2 separate regions of the Zea mays genome follow, and region 2 is linked to region 1. The links are chromatin contacts, called in public Hi-C maps. All regions are on one chromosome and are shown on one strand. The core of a region is the stretch at or near the end of the contact, and the rest is flanking DNA. Distances in the headings are between cores, read along the strand shown. Region 1 holds the start of LOC100283050. Region 2 holds the start of LOC100277273 (ENTH/VHS family protein).

Evidence for each region. Hi-C and Micro-C count contacts between places; a contact is called where the count stands out from the background.
Region 2: a Hi-C map of tassel shows a contact between it and region 1, with 2.1 times the contacts expected there. The contact joins the promoter of LOC100277273 here to the promoter of LOC100283050 in region 1. A contact is called at or near these places in 1 of 25 Hi-C or Micro-C datasets (tassel) and 1 of 3 datasets of contacts at active chromatin or transcription factors (leaf).

What each region holds. Positions count from the first base shown.
Region 1 is chr1:205,232,571-205,237,950 of Zm-B73-REFERENCE-NAM-5.0, forward strand. LOC100283050 reads right to left here and starts at 1,698. Exons shown (of 1, transcript NM_001155952.2): 1 at 1-1,698. The coding sequence starts at 1,247. The coding sequence ends at 321.
Region 2 is chr1:205,867,584-205,873,235 of Zm-B73-REFERENCE-NAM-5.0, forward strand. LOC100277273 (ENTH/VHS family protein) reads right to left here and starts at 2,208. Exons shown (of 2, transcript NM_001398925.1): 1 at 1,961-2,208; 2 at 819-1,876. The coding sequence starts at 2,085. The coding sequence ends at 979. It overlaps LOC100276220, which reads right to left. Exons shown (of 11, transcript NM_001150061.1): 8 at 5,388-5,522; 9 at 5,047-5,152; 10 at 4,287-4,486; 11 at 3,849-4,184. The coding sequence ends at 4,116.

The sequences.
Region 1 (5,380 bases), core at 448-2,947:
TCTACGAAACACACACACACACAGCCAAAGAAGTACAATAAAATAATGAAGATGACAAGAGAACAACGGCCGTCTTCTCCATCGTAGCTAAAATCCAAGAACTGCTGCTCGCTACTGACCTAAGTAGCTAGCTTACATTTCTAGCTAAAACTCTAAAAAAAGGAAGGCAAGGAGAGGAGTACCCCCAAAAAAAAAAGGCTAGCAAGCAATACGGTGCTGAGAAAGAGAGGAGGAGATCCATGATGCAATGCGATCAGTGGTGGTGTACCTAGCTAGCACACAGTGCAGGCGCCGGCGCGAAGCGAATGGCCGGCGGTCGGTCATGGCTTCTTGCCGAGGGTGTGCTTGTTGTTGTGCATCCACACCTTGAGCACGTGGCGCTTGACGCAGACCTCCTCGCAGAACTGCTGCACGGCGGCCTCGTCGTGCTTCTGGATGCGCCACCCCAGCCGCTCCGCGAACGCCAGCATCCGGTCCTTCTGCTCCTGCGTGAACTTGGTGCGGAACCGCTTCTTGCCGGACCCCGAGCCGCCGGACGAGCCCCCCGACGGGCCGCCGCCCGGGCCCAGCGACATGCCCATCATGGGCGCCACCACCATGGGGCCGATCAGCCCGGACACGTCGTCGCCCTCTTCGCGCCCCAGCGAGTGGGAGGTGGACGGCAGCGCGAGCGGGCGCTGCATGTGCCCGGCGGCGGCCGCCAGCTGCTGGTGCAGGAAGTACCCGGCAGGGGTGCGGTAGTAGGGGGAGAACTGGTGGTGGTGCGCCGCCACGGCGGCGCCGTAGGCTGTGATGGCGGCCGGGGACAGGGCGGCGGCGGGATCGGGCGGCGCGACGCCCCCGCCTCCCGCTGGCGAGTTGTCGGACTCCTTGCGGTGGAAGTTGCGGTGGCAGCCGCAGGCCGCGCAGCGCAGCGCGTCGATGGAGCCCTCCTCGCCAGCGGCCATGAATTCGCCGCAGCCGTCCACCGCGTGCCCGCCGATGCCGACCGCGTGGTTCTTGAGGCACTCCCGGTACCTGGTGGCCCCGCCACCGCCTGCGCCTGCGCCTGCGCCTGCGCCTCCTCCCCCGAAGCCGCCTGCTGGCGGCGTCCTGAAGCTCCCGGCTCCAGCAGAATCCCCGTGCTTCGGGGTCTCGCCGCCTCCTCCGCCCAGTCCCAGCCCCGGCTGCATCGGCGCATCGTAGCTCGAGCTCACGGGCATCGGCGTCATCTCCTCGTCGCCGTCATCGTGCTCGTCGAAGTCCATGGCGGCTGACCTAGTCGGCGGCTCGTCGGCACACGGGGGAGCTTGTTTGCTATACTAGCTAGCTACTCCTACTTTGCTTTTTCCCTTCCGACTTCCAGTAGGTTCTTTGCCGAGGTTAACAGCGAGAGCTTACTACCACACATCTAGCTACAGGAGAGGGTTTGTGTTGTTCTAGCTGCTGGGACTCGTAATAGGGGAAGAGAGAGAAAGAGAGCAGACCGTGAACTGTGCACACTCCCCTGCTGCTAATTTTGACGCATCGGCAGCGGCACTGCTGCGCGGCAGCAGCCTGCAGCAGCCTGCAGGCAGGCAAGCGGCTGCTGTGCCTGTGCCTGTGCCCTTGGGGAGATGATGTAGCCACACAAACACATCTCTCTCTCTCTCTCTCTGCTTCTCGCTCTACTACTACCAATCTAGCCGTGTCTCCTGGCTACGCGCACCTGTCGCCCTGTGGCGAGAGCGAGAGCGAAAGGGTGGTGTCGCTTTGGCTCCTGTTTATATCCTGTTTATGCTGCGGTTGGGATATGGCTCCAGCCCGGTTTAAAATGGGGTTACTGATCTTGCTGAAGGCTCGAGCTCTTTTCCTCGCTGGCCTACTGATTAGGTTATTGACATCAACTTACTCTTAGTGGTCCACGTAATCATATTCAAACTTTATTCTACGAACAATACAATTTACAGTAAAAACAGTATTTTGGGTAATGATACGGGTGAATCGCACTATTTTGGGTAATGATACGCGTAAATCGCACGTATATGTACAAAGGAAGAGAGTACGTAGATCATTATTACTGTACACACGAACGTATCTTCGTGATGATCCCTGTTTCAATGCCCGGCCGGTTAGTACGCCATAGCGAATTATACCCTCAGCTTATATGTGTAGTGGAGCTGCTAATATGTTTCGACGTGGGTAGACCTGCACCTGCATAGAAAAGAGCAGGCAGTATCTCTCTATAGCCATGTTAATGAAACAACGCTAGAAGATTCGCGCACAAAGAGTCCAAGTCCGTCCCAAACATTATATAAATATAAATGATTTACATTTTCTCATTCTTGTTTTTGGATGTACCTCCCTTCTTTTGCCGTACATTTACGAAGCTGCTAGGTCACGATAGATATACTTAAAGTCTTGTACGTTCTGCAATTTCTTCAGTTTTCTGGGTCTCTTCCAAAGTAGCATGAGACTCTTTCTCATTTTTCTGATAGCTTCGTCAGCTACCTCTCGGCCATCTCTCAACCAGACTTCGGAATAAAACTTTCCACTTAGCGCAGCGGCTTCGGCCGAAGGGTTCTTAATGTCGTTGGCTGAGATCGAGAATCCTGGCTAAACCACAGTCTTTGCATACTCGCAGAGCCAACCTTCTCAAGGAGTGACACAGCTCCGCAGGCGCCGATGAAGGCGTATAAGTCTCCCCTATCACCGAGAATCTCCTCAAAACCTTCGGCTTCGCCGCTAATCCACCGAATAACTCAATCAGGATAGCCACGAATAAAATTTTGCCCCGTAGAGAACGCACCAATTTTGGCAAAGCTATCTTCCAATTTATTACAACATTCCAGGGCAACATTGTAGCATTCCTCTTTTGCTTGACGAAGCTCCTCGACATTTTTTTGAACTCTCAGCCGTTGAGTATCAGATATTTCGCGCTTTATTTGCTCGACATTGAAATTTTCAGTCACTTCATCGAGTTTCTTTTTCAATCCTTGCACTTCAGATCTGTGCAATTCTACTTGAACAAATAGCGCATACTCCAAGTCAGCAATGCGCTTCACATTTTTTGTTGCTTCATTTCAAACACCTTTACCCTCTGCTCTGCTTCGGAAAGGCTAGAAAGCCTAGCTTCACTAGATTTTAATCTTTCCACCAAAGAGAGCAGGATCTTATCCTTCTCGAGAGCTTCGTTTCTCAAAGTTATAACCTCCGAACGAAGGTTTCTAATTGCCATCTGATTGCTCTCATCTTCTGCATCTTTCTGAGCCTTTAAAGCTTTGCTAAGAATTAGACCCTGACAAACAAAGAATGTACAAATAACGATAATAATTATCACCACAAAATCGTTCATCATAATAAAAATTACCAAATATGAAGGCAAAATAAACAAACTTTCAGGCTGTTATAAGCGAGACTATCTACAAGTTGGTCCTTCGTCATTACAGACAGACCATGCTCAAGCTTCAGGTATCCCATGTTGTCCATCATTTCCCGGCAAACATCAATCTCCTTCCTGTCTGGTAGACAGTAAAGGAAGTCGTCTTCGTCGCTCCCTCTATAAACTAAGGATCCCCAAGGGTATTTAAGATTCCTTGCATAATGTTGCACTTCGGCAATTTGATCTTCGGATAGTTGCTTCCCCGAAGCATGACGAACAATATATTTTGAATCAACTTGGGAAGGTGCTTCAGGAGTAGGCAATGTTGGCTTTTCATGAAGACTTTCCTTCGCTAGTTCTGCTAGCTTAACCCTCGAAGCTTTAGCCTCAGTGTAAGTGGGAGAAGCACTTGCAGTGGGTACTTCTCTCGACTCTTCAACGTTATTTTTGGGAGCTTCGATAGAAGCAGGAGTTGGAATATTTGTAGACTTCAAAACAACATCCAAAACACTGGCCATCCTCCTTTTCTTAGGAATCATTGTTACAGCAGTTGTTAGCCTCGGCAACCCAGTTGTGGTTGGGGGACTCAACAGTTTTGATTGCTCTTCTGCCTTTGAGCTCTTTATCTCAGACTCTTCTACTGGATCGGCACTAACTTCGACCGTCACAACAGGAATCGTCTCCGAAGCTAAGGGGATAGCTTCGGCCTGTTCAGCAATCTCTATCCTCTTTGTATCAGGTATTACGGCTGTCCTTTTTATAGAATGTGGCCTCGGCCTATGAGTTAAAATTTTAACCTTCTTCAGCTTAGGCGCGGTGGAAGAGGATGAGGCTGCCATTTTTCTTTTCAACCCTTGTTTTCGAGCAGGAAAGCAGTAATCAGGATAAAAATATCCAATCACATCAAAAACTCTATTCAACCTCCTCTTTCCGTGAGCGCCGAAGGCAGTGGTCATAGCTTCATCCTCTACCTTCGTGTAAGCTCCCAGCAGCTCGTCACTGGTAGCTTCGACAACCTCAAGCCAGTCATCATTTGGCTCATCAAACTGATTTCTAAAACGTTTAGTATATCTCAGGTAAACCAAGCCACCTTCGCTAGAACCGGCAGAACACTCCTTCGGCATTTCCCAGTCATTAACGAGTGACCAAACCTTGTAAGCATTATGCTCCTGTACCAAATCTCTGGTACCGATGTAAGTACACACAGTGTTGAAAGCCATCAAACACGCTTGCACTTCGTTTCCACTTGTAATTGATGGCCTTCTGATGCCGAAGCGTGACCGTATGGGACGCTGGATAATACCCTTCACATCTTCCCTCTCACTCAGATCATTCTTCACATAGAACCACTGTTTCATCCAAGTGTCCGACCACTTCTTTTGGAATGTCGGCACGGGATACCTCACATCAAAGCGGTGCACAAAGCTGTAGCACCCGAAGTTGTTGTGATACTGTTTCTTCCCAGTTGCTTTTGTCTGGTAGGATAATTCATGAATGTTGCAGAAACATTTGGCATCTGGCTCCAGCCCTTGGCTCCTCATGGCCCAAGTAAAAGCCCCCACTTTAATTAAAGCTTCGGGAGTAAGCTGATGAAGGTATATCTCAAATGTCTTTAACACTTCAACCAGCATCTCGTGCAAGGGAAAACAAAACCCAGCCTTCATAAAACTCTTAAAAACCATTACTTCGTCTGTTTCAGGAAGAGGAACGATACTCTCTTCCCCAGCCCTCACAATGGATATATCATGGAAATATTTTCCCTTCATCGCTTCCATCTGTCCTTGCTTAACAATGGATTTTTCAAAAAACAACATGACTCGGCCTCTATGGCCGATCTTCGGCATCTTCGTTATCGCTCTCCACATCAAAACTATCACTGTCGCTGGAATCCCCAGATAGCCCAGCCAACATTTCATCAGTGATTTTTTTTCAACATTGGTCCTTTTCATAGCTTCGTTAAAACCTGCAAGTGTGGGGTCTACAGTCTTCTTATGTTCGACAATTTCGATGATGATCACAACAAAAGCCGAAGCTCAAAAA
Region 2 (5,652 bases), core at 958-3,457, 640 kb after region 1:
GAAATATATATATATTTCTGCATGTTCACCTCTTGCCTCACCTTGTGCCTCAATCAAATCACTTAAAAGTTTTGTGGCAATTTCAGTTTTAGGCCATCACCGTTCTTCATATTGGACGAAGTAGATGCTGCTCTGGACAATTTAAATGTGGCCAAGGTTGCCGGGTTTATCAGATCAAAATCATGTGAACGTGTTGGTGATGAACAAGGCAGCGATGGCGAGAGTGGTTTTCAGAGCATAGTTATATCTCTGAAGGACAGTTTCTATGACAAGGCCGAGGCACTTGTTGGTGTTTATAGGGACTCAGAACGAAGGTAGGTCGGGTATGCATTACTGCACCTGTCTTATTTCCTGTGCGCATGCTTAACACAGTGATTGGATGTGCAGTTGCTCGAGGACTCTCACCTTCGACCTGAGAAAGTATAGGGAATCGTGAAGCAGCTTTTGTTGAATGTTTGTACTATGTGTGTAGTTGCCTGCTCCATCAGCTTGCTAGATAGCTGTCGTGAGCCTTCGATGTTTTAACTATCTGTATACTCCTAGTCCTACATAAGTGCTAGCTGAACAAGGACCCTGAAATATTCATTTGGTAGGTGGATAACTGATGTTTCGAACACGCATAAACTTTTTTACCTGTTGTATGAAGCCATTTCTCCGAATTACTATAATCTGTTTAATTATTTCGTGGTGTTCAATTTATCTCCACGGTTCGCTCAGTAGTCACTTGCTGAAGTGTGCAGTGGGCTAATGGCGTACGCATCTGTTTTTGCCGATACTAAAGCACAAATTTATGGACATTTGCGAGCAAGTCTTGTCCCTTTTTTGTATCCATGCTTATCATAAAGTATAAAAATAGAAGATGAGATGAAACTTAATTGTGCTAGGAGGGGAAAAAAGATAGAAATTACAGTAATAGGCCGGTCAAATCAATGGTTAATCTAGAGAAAAAGAGAATTGCAGTATTCATCGACCGAGCGATCAAGGCCGTGAATAATCGGCGGAAACCTGGCACTGTAGCTGCCCCTGCAGCTTCTTGGTTGTCCTTCGCTGCTCCGGTTGCGACAGACTCTGGAAGCCTGAGGCCCTGCTGGTGCTCAAGGACAAGGAACCGAGCAACCTGGCGGACCATGTGCCGCTGGTGCTGTCCTTCACCGAGTGGGCGTCCCAGGCGTCGTCCATGAGCCCCTGGTGCTGCTGCTGGTCCTCGCCGTCGCCTTCGTCCACTGTGGCTGCCCACCTGCTGCCGCTCTTGTAATTCGACGAGGCGGCCCAACAGTCGTCGTCGGCCGTGTAGGCGTCGCATTTTTTGTCGTGGCGGTAGTCGGCGTCGGGGGCGCAGGTGAGGCACATGGTAGGGCTGTCGGAGTAGTGGGAGCCGCCGCCGAAGGACCAGGTGCGCGAGGTCCTGGAGGAGGCGGAGGACGACGCCGAGGACGGGGAGGACGACGACGTCGGGCTGCCGAAGCCCCCGCCGCCGCCGTGCACCTCGTGGGAGACCCTGCGCCGCGCCTCCCTGAGGCGGTCGGCGTCCGTGAGCAGCGACAGGACGCTGTCGGTCCGGCGCTGCATGCAGGCGCCCCAGTCGAAGCCCTTGTCGTCCACGTAGTGGAAGCTGCGGAGGTCGTGCATGGCGCGCACGTCCGCCAGGAACTCGCGGGGCAGGTCCTCGGGGCCGTGGGTCAGCAGGAACTCCAGCACCACCAGCGCCTTGTACACGGGGCGCCACTCCTTCCAGTCGGCGGCGCGGCTCAGCCTCTGGTGCAGCACCTTGGCGATCCTCCACAGGTCGTCCATGTCGAAGGCGGCGTCTGCGATGCACGCCAGCGTCTTGGCGTCGGGGACGCAAGGCTCGTTGTTGGTGGCCTCCTGGGCCAGCCTGCACGCACGCATGCCTGAGTATCCATCCGATCACATCACCATGCATCACCCTATACCATCCAGTGTATCGTCAGGCACTCACAGCTCTGCCGGCGTCACGTCGCCCAGCGCCAGCCTCGCCTGCTTGTACTTGTCCTGCAGGAACCCCGACGCCTGCCGTTTCACCTGGCCGGCCAGCAGCTGCCACCGCGCCGTGCTTGCGGCCATCGCCGTCGTCAGTCAGCCCGTCCTAATTGGAATCGATCCAGCTGCCAGTCTCAGCAGGCAACTGAATGAATCTATCTACCAATCCCAAACCCAAACGCATGCTGCATGGATGGTGGTGGCGGAGAATGCATGGGGATGAGATGGCCGGAGACACAAGGCGCGGTCGTGGGACGGACGGATGGATGGATGGCCGAGGCCGGCCGGGCATGCATGCGCGACTTTGGTTGCGCAGCGACTAAGCCAAGCCAGCCACCCGCCAAATCGCGCGTCGTTCTCGGCGCCGCATGCAGCCGGGGCGGACCTGTTGCTTCCACCTCCATTCATCAGTCGCCGCTCATCATGGTAATTTGGAACCTCCCAACTATTTACGCGAATTCGATTTGTTTTTTTGGACTCTTTTAAACTTTTTAAGCCCTACCTCCGTGGATGGTTTAAAAAAGAACAGTTTTGGCTATATCTACATGACACCAGGCAGCCAACCAGGAAATAAATGGTTTCATATCTGCTGTCTTTGTTCCTTTGTTTGTTTAGAATTATTTGATCTTATATGGCCTCCCAAAATTTAAAGCTAACAGAGGATTCAGACGAGGATATATCCTTGTAGACCGCGGAGTGAATCATCACACAGTCCATGCAAATTGCGAGCAATGTTTCCTCAGAAGTAATGTCTTGCTTAACCATCAAGATGTGCAATGAAAAATCAAGTTCTGATTGCACATTAACAGCGTATATCATGTGATTTAACTTGTAGCAACACTATCGCCTCCAAGAGGCATCAGCTAACAACATTCAAACAGAACCAAACGCTTTCTCATTTGTCATCACCATCAATACATCATAGTCAACTTGCACACTAGAAGCGTATAAGAGCATCTCCAACAACGTGACTTATAAAGATACCATATAATTTAAAAATGAGTATATTTTATAGAATTTATGGTATCAATAAAACATTCCGCTCCAACAGTAAAAACCTCAAATCTAGATTATAGGGCAGCCCACTGTGGTGTAGTATATTTGAGGCACTTGAGAGGATGCCCTATAGTTTTTGACCAAATTTTATGAAATGAGACATTGTTGGAGTAGTTTTTCCTGCGTAAAACCTTATATTTCAATTTGAAATACTAGTTTGAGGCATTGTTAGAGATGCTCTAATCGAGTAGGAAGTCAATTTGTTTTCAAGAGAGTTGTAATCACTTGACGTAACTTTCTTGAATTTACTAAAATCTTTTCCTTATAAAAAATGTCAGGCTCCATATATTTTCTAAAATCATGCTCTATATTGTAGCATCTAGCTCAGAAAATATAGAATGATTTTAGAAAAAAGAAAGTGAAACCGATTTCATATTTTTTGGACTCATCAAACTTTCTATGTTTTTCCTAATAATAAATGAGTTTTTATATTTTTTTCAATGCATATTTATTCCAACAATTAGGTGGATATTTATTTGAAAAAAATACGCATTCCTTTTTATAAAGTATAATTGATTCCCAAAGTATCACAAAAATCTAATTTACTTCCCTCGTGGCTGATTTGATTTACCTCATAACTGATGTGGTGCTACTATTGCCTTCTCTTAGCAGATGTGGTGCCACTATGGCAGCTGATATAGTTGAGAAAAGTAAACGAGCCAAGCCTAACAAGTGTCCAGCCCAGCCCTTAGATGCAGCCATTTGGTTGCAAGGAAATCCTACCACGAGCGCCACAAACATAGCATACACACTGTTATTCAAGTTGAAATTCGATTACAATGACAGATTTATTCAGAAAAGGCAGTAGCATTCTGCAACAACTAATCGTTTGTGCCACTGCTCTGGATTATTTACCGGGAACCCAACAACAAAACAGCCCATACAGGCAAGATGGAAGCACAGATTAAAAAAAGAAAGGCACGTAGCACCTAGTATCACATTGTACACTGGTTTTGTGAACAGCACAAGCATACGTCTCTACCATCTGAAATCCATCCCATAAATACACAAGGCCAAAGTTGAACCCCAAGAGTAGCTGCCGCGAACACCCCTTCAAACTAATCGATCTTGACATTCGAGTACAGGAGGGTGTCCCTGGTAAGTGGCATGTTCATAAGCAAGCAAACCTGCACAGATAGCACAACAGTTTAGAATTTGGGTATGTGAGTTAAACAACTGTAGAAACGCATCTCAAGTTTAATGCAGGAGGATATGTGAGTTGTCCTCACCCCTATGAGAGTTGAAACAAGCAGGATGATCCCTGTAATCCATGCCAAGCTCTTTCGAACAAGTACGACAGAGGCTATGTCTGTAGTCTTGCTTGCTTCTTCTAGCCGTCTTGAAATGTGCAGTGAAGATGGTGCGTCAATTATGGATCCTAAGGATGATGGAGCCTCATTTGTGGATATTACCAGCCCAACAATTTTCCCTAATTAGTTGTCACAGTCAAAAACAGATTTTCGTCAGTGTATATAGTATCTTATATTAAAGGTATAAAAGGTGCATTAATTTGCAAAAGGTAGATGCAGTGTTTGAAACAAGTGAGTGTAAGTTTAGTCCAACTTCACTATAGACAGATTCTCTGTAGGAGGGACCAATACCCTTCTCTGTACAATTCCAAACAAGATACAATATATGTATGAAACAACAGAAATTTTAAAATTATTGAATGCTAGAGTTCTTAATTCATTCATCAGAATAGAGAACAAAACAGAACCTACAGTTGCAAAAAAAAGACCTATAGTGCGTAGCATGGAAGAGTTCACTACAGGGCACTCATAAGTAGGGGTGGTAATGGATCACGATCCAAATGTTTCTTCACAATTCGTTTACGCCCTTAATTAATTTTAGTTAAAAAATGAATAGAAATAGATCCCAATCCTTAAATTTTATAGTGTCAAATTTAGAGCCCATTACCACTACCACCCCTACTCACAAGAGAGGAAAAACTCATGTTTCATGTCATATTCAGTGGAATTGGTAAACTACCTTTGTATGCTTCATGTAGGGACTGGAATGATTTGGTGACAGCTCTCTGAACTATTTCTGTTCCCTGCTTAACAATTTCACCAGAACCATATTCATTCTCCAGAGCCTACAAAAACCATCAAATTGGTGAGTACATATCAATACTAAGGTACTAACATAAAGAAATCATATTAATATACAAATTTACATGTTATTGGTACATCAAGGACATATGGAATTAGATCAGGGGTGGGAGTAAACGTGGACAGTGCCAAGGCTTCAGATTAGCCTTTGGTACTCATTTAATAGAAATCTGTCACGCAGTTTCAAATTACAAAGTAACTATTTTGTTGTACAATTACCTTCAACCCTGTGAAGTGACATTCTAATAACTCTGCAGGGTTCACGACACCTGAGAAATCTTCATGAACCTGGATCGCCCTTTCAATAGTCTTAAGAAGGGAAGCCAAGCTGGACATGAATTCCTTGTCTGCTTCCTGCAAATGAATGCATTGCAATGGAGCCGGGACTTGAGACGTAAAAAATACACAAGCACGGATAAAATGCAGTGAGATATTTAGTTACACGTATACATACTGCAACATTTTATTTCGTGATAATAAATTA